Regions from separate parts of the Mus musculus genome. Here region 2 is linked to region 1. A link is a contact called in public HiChIP or PLAC-seq data. All regions are on one chromosome and are shown on one strand. The core of a region is the stretch at or near the end of the contact, and the rest is flanking DNA. Distances in the headings are between cores, read along the strand shown.

Region 1 (2,799 bases), core at 66-2,565:
GACACCCAGGTATGGAAAGTCAATGGCCATTGAGGTCAAGCCAGTGTCCACAGTGTGGGGACAGCAGGCAGGAAGTTAGGGACAGGAACTGCAGGGTTCTTGGTACCACCTGAAAACCAGAGATGCTCCTGTAGGGAACAACTGGTGAGCTTTTAAGCTGGGAAGGCCTTGGTCTGGTGTGTTTCCAAACAAAAGGGTTGGTTCCAGGCCATATACTGAGCCACAGACCAGGCAGAAGACCAGTGGGTTGGCCCAGGCCAGAGCTGGTTGCAAGGAGCAGCCTTAGAAGACATGCCCACCTCACCGTTCAGACCGGATGTCTGAGCTGAGCCTGCCCAGGACAGGGAATGGGTTTCTCTACAGCGAGTGTGGATTCAGGTAACCTCTGTCCCAGATACCATCTCATTCATAAAGAAGCTGTGGCTGGAGAAACCCAGGACCGCCTGTGGCCAGGACAGGGCTCACCATAGTCCTCTGAAAATTCCCGGCAACAGGGTTCATTCTGCAAAAGGGTGATTTCAATCATAGCTGCTGAATGGCTGCAGAAAAGGCACCTCGCTGCTGCATGCTAGAAAGAGCAGTGTGCATATTAACTGCTTGATTATAACGTGTCATCAGCTTTGTCCTTTTTAGGATATTGAAAAAAAAAACTTGCCAAAAAAGAAAAAAATCAAAATTCTCCTTACTAAGTCTTTTTTTAAATGCCTTCAGTTTTCTCCCACAGCCCTGGGGCCACACAGACTCATGACAAAAATCTTACCCACCAGATGAGCCCTGTTAGTTCTGGGTGCACTCATTAGCACAGTCACTACAGTGAGAAAGAAGGGGTACCACTTCCCCACAATTTAGCATCTCACCCACAGACAGAGACAGGTATGGTGGGGTGCAAACCCAGCCTGCTGCCCTTTCTCCCACACCGCTTGGCCTCAGTGTCCCTAAAGACGGCACTCTAAACCACACAGACCAGCACACATGCTCTTTCCGGGCCACAGGCCCAAGCAGAGGCTGTGTCTCCTAAAACTAACAACACCCCCCCACACCCCCGCCTTGCACTCTGCTCCAGTGGGCTTCTGCAAGATCTGCTCTGCTGGAGGGAAGCTTGAACCCCTGCTGCCCCCAGTAATCTTGCTTCCGGTGCCATTTGCCCAGTAGCTTTAGATATGTGCAGCTTGCTTGCTTGTTTGTGACAGTTTCCCCCTTGATTTCTTGACCTATTTGTTTTTGTTTTGTTAACTAAAAAAGGTGGGGGAGGGACCCACAATGCCACCCTGGTTGGCCTGGAGCTGACAGTGCAGAGCAGGGTGACCTCATCCTTCTACCATGTGCTTAGATTATAGGCCTGCACTACTATAGCTAGCTTCAACCCAGGTCTCTCTCTCTCTCTCTCTCTCTCTCTCTCTCTCTCTCTCTCTCTCTCTCTCTCTCTCTCTCTCTCCCCACCGTGTGTGTGTGTGTGTGTGTGTGTGTGTGTGTGTGTGTGTGTGTCTGAAGTAGTCTGCATTCCTAAGAAACTCCTTACTGAAAGCTATGAAACTCGAGCCACCATGGGGGGCAGGGTTCCAGTCCCTGCTGAATGCCTGTCCCACAGAGCTCCCACTGCATCTCTGAGTCCTATCAGATGTATCTCCCACAGCGTGCACGAGGGTCCCCTGTTCTGTTAGTGGCTTCTGAGTCTTAATCCTGGATTGCTGTCCAGCTGTAAACTGAAACGCCCTTGCCACTCTCTTAAGAATGTTACAGCCAGCCGGGCAGTGGTAGTGCACACCTTTAATACCAGCATTTGGAAGTTAGAGGCAGGAAGATTTCTGAGTTTGAGGCCAGCCTGGTCTACAGAGTGAGTTCCAGGACAGTCAGGGCTACACAGAGAAATCCTGTCTCAAAATACAAAACCAAAAACAAACAAACAGGATGTTACAGTTGGAGCTAGAGAGATGGCTCAGTGGTTAAGAGCACTGACTGCTCTTCCAAAGGTCCTGAGTTCAATTCCCAGCAACCACATGGTGGCTCACAACCATCGGTAATGGGATCTGATGCCCTCTACTGGCGTGTCTGAAGACAGCTATAGTGTACTCACATATATAAAATAAATAAATCTTTTAAAAAAATAAAATAAAAAGAACGTTACAGACAGCTGGGTGGTGGTGGCAGTAGCTTGACACACACCTTCGATCCCAGCCCTCGGGGGGGGGGCAGAGGCAGGTGGATCTCTGAGTTAAAGGCCAGCCTGGCCTACAGAATTCCAGGATAGCCGGATCTACACAGAAAAATCCTGTCTTTAATAATAATAATAATAATAATAATAATAATAATAATAATAATAAAAACCACCAAAAGGAATGTTCCAGCCACTTACTTTCTTTCTCCCCCAGACATACAAGTGCTACAAGAAGCTGTCCCCACTTCCTATCTCAGACCCCAGGGGCTGGTAAGACAGAGAAACTTCTGCTCGCTCGGGTGGAGGAGTGAAGGGTGACACAGACCAGGAGAAAGGGAATAAGCCGTTTCTGAAAATCCCAACCTAAAAGAGGCTGCTCTTCGTTCATAAGAATTCCAAGAAAGCCAATACTCCAGCTACGGAGAAAGGGTCCACCCTTAGGTGGCACATGAAACCAAACTGCTCCCTAAATGTCCACTGTGGTAGATTGGGCCACTCCAGGGACATGCCTGTAGTAGAGGTCTGGCACCTAGCCAGCACTGGAGAACTGTTTGTGGAACAAACTGAAAAATGCTGGCGATTTGTTCTTCTGGCTGCAGAGGCCAGCTCCCCTCTGGGGGCAGTTTGTAGGCAAATGATCTCAG
Region 2 (2,700 bases), core at 147-2,646, 720 kb before region 1:
CATCTCTGCATAATACTTTATCTTCGGTTCTGTCCCACTTGTTCGGAGAGTAGCGACACAGCCGTTTTGGAAGGTAAATGTAATCATTTGGCTGTTTTTACTCACAGGCAGTACCTATTCAAAATGCAATAGTTTACACCTATATCTTCATTTTCAAGAACTATAAAATATACCACAGTTGCAGGAAGTAGCTAAGGTATCTAAGTCACAGAAGCAATGTGGACTGGTCATTGCCAAGAGTTGGGAGATGGGTGTGTAAAGTTGTTTAATGAGTACAGAATTTCAATTTATCAAGGTTAAAGAAATCTGTTATATAATAATATAAGCATACTACATGTTTTGAAATTTAAATGAAAAAAGAGGACATAAAGTCTTGAGGGAGATGGGTTGGTGGATCCCAGAGAGAGTTGGGATGAGGAACCGGGGGTGGATAAGATCAAAATATGTCGTATACATGTATGGAATTTTCAAAGAATACCAAAATTATTTAAAATGGGTAAGATGCAAACATGGATTAAATACATTATTAGAGTACTGAAACAACATTTGAACATTACAAATGGAACTTAAGCTAACAGTTATCATCATAATTACAATAAAATGAATGTAAGAGCTTATCATGTAAGTGTCTGTTGAGCATATACCACAGAGGTGGGAGCATTGAGAGGTACTGAGGAAATGGACCTGCCACGTGCAATGCAACAGTGACATAAGTAGACGTCAACAAAACACTAATATACAACCCAAAGGTTACACAATCACTCATTCTGTAAAAACTGATTATGGGACCTGGAATTCCAAAGGAGGATGTAACATTTGCCTTAAGTTTTAAGCCTCAAGCATTCTAGGTAAGTGCCCTGTCACCATCAGCTCTTGCCTTAATTAAACCTTAAGTAATGGTGAGGTATGAGCCTACAGCAGAAAGGAGAAAAGGTAAACTGAGGCAAACAAGTTGACCCAAAATACAGAAAAACCTAATGCATATGTGTTTAAGAAATCTTCAGTTCGCTGGGCGTGGTGGCGCACACTTTTAATCCCAGCACTTGGGAGGCAGAGGCAGGCGGATTTCTGAGTTCGAGGCCAGCCTGGTCTACAGAGTGAGCTCCAGGACAGCCAGGGCTACACAGAGAAACCCTGTCTCGAAAAAACAAAAAAACAAACAAACAAACAAACAAACAAAAAAAGAAAAGAAAAGAAAAGAAAAGAAAAGAAAAGAAAGAAAGAAAGAAAGAAGGAAAGAAAGAAAGAATCAGTTTTATTGGACTAGAGGTATGGAGAGCCAGGTTGGAAGCATGTTAAAATCAGGAAGCTGCAGCAGGGCTCTGAAGTCTTTAGACTTCATGTTCCCGTATCATTCACCCTCACTGCGCACTCCCTCCCTCCCTCCCTCCCTCCCTCGCTTCCTCTTCTCCGTTGGTCCCTCTTCTCCAAGCCCACTTCCCTTTGCGCCAGCAGCACGGATGATTATTAGGGGAGTAATAAGTATCAAGTCAGAGACCAGTTAGTGCCCTTGAAAATAGTCTGGTGGCACAAAACAACAGGTCCTCCCCTCAAGAAACTAGAGGCCACTCTTTTACTATACCATGAATTATGACACTTTTTTTATGACAAGTTTTTTGTTGGTGGTGGTGGTTTTGTTTGCTCAGTTGTTTCTTTAAAGAGGTGTTTTCTGGGGTTTCAACTTCTAGCTGAACACACAGAATGCTGGGAAGGAAGGTGGTACACCTGGACAGTGCTGAGAATAGCTGCTCTCAATCTGTGGGTTTCCAACCCTTTGGAGTTCACATATCAAATATTTACATTGTGATTCATAAGAGCAGCAAAATTATAGTTACAAAGTAGCAACAAGATAATTTTACGGTTGGGGGTCACCACAACACGAGGCCGTATTAAAAGGTGGCAGCATTAGGAAGGCTGAGGACTACTGGCTTGGGGGGTTTTGCCCAGGCCTCCACTTGTAGAACCTTGCCTGCATGTCTCTTCCATCTGGCTGCTTCTAAACTTAACCACTGTAAACAAGTAAACATGAGCACACTGGCTTGGATCTTAGGTGAAACTTATTGCAGCTTTAGATTTTTTTGGTGACTTGAGTTATTAAATTGTCTTCATTGTTTGTAAAAAGAAAAGGTACTTACTGATTTCTTATTTGGCTGGCTGCTATCATATCCAGTGGTTATGTCCCGTACATGCAAAATAGCAAAAGCCCCACAAAATTTTGGATATTCCTTTGGAGACTCAAAATTTCGAATCCTTTCAAATATGGTTTTGATGGTAGGTGGATCATAACACAAGAAATATGAAGTTTTGGACATATGGTAACCGTATCTGCACAAAGATTTAAAGCTAAAGTCAGATTCTAGGGAACTTTTGGACACGTGCATATTAAAGATAAGCCAACATAATATTTTATAGAAAGTGATACTGATAATATTAATAGTAAAGAAATATAGTCAGGAAAAGGTGGCACATGTTTTAATTCCAGCGCTTGGGAGTTAGATGCAGGCAGATCTCCATGAGTTCGAGGCCAGCTTGGTCTACAGAGCGAGTCTAGGACACCCAGGGCTGCACAGAGTAATCCTATCTTTAAAAGAAAGAAGAAAGAAAGGGGGTGGGGGAGAGGGAAGGAAGGAAGGAATCTGTTCCTCAAAAACAAACTAAGAAAAGAACCCCAAACCAACCAACCAACCAACCAGCCAGCCA

What was found. HiChIP or PLAC-seq counts read pairs in DNA pulled down with a chosen protein or histone mark.
Region 2: a contact with region 1 is called in an H3K4me3 HiChIP or PLAC-seq map of bone marrow-derived macrophages, with 7 times the contacts expected there. The contact joins two enhancer-like sites. A contact is called at or near these places in 1 of 39 promoter capture datasets (liver) and 1 of 115 datasets of contacts at active chromatin or transcription factors (bone marrow-derived macrophages).

Annotation. Positions count from the first base shown.
Region 1 is chr7:99,546,552-99,549,350 of GRCm38.p6, reverse strand. The region is part of intron 1 of Arrb1 (arrestin, beta 1); the gene reads right to left. Among named protein-coding and RNA genes, the nearest start is that of n-TEctc3, 4.0 kb to the right of the region's middle. Within about 2 kb of position 1,315, at least 37 of the 459 cell types and tissues checked have an H3K27ac peak or open chromatin away from gene starts, as enhancers often do. A contact at or near this core is called in bone marrow-derived macrophages, where this site is marked.
Region 2 is chr7:100,267,742-100,270,441 of GRCm38.p6, reverse strand. It overlaps Pgm2l1 (phosphoglucomutase 2-like 1), which reads right to left. Exons shown (of 14, transcript NM_027629.3): 12 at 2,136-2,325; 13 at 1-114. Among named protein-coding and RNA genes, the nearest start is that of P4ha3, 16 kb to the left of the region's middle. Within about 2 kb of position 1,396, at least 1 of the 459 cell types and tissues checked has an H3K27ac peak or open chromatin away from gene starts, as enhancers often do. A contact at or near this core is called in bone marrow-derived macrophages, where this site is marked.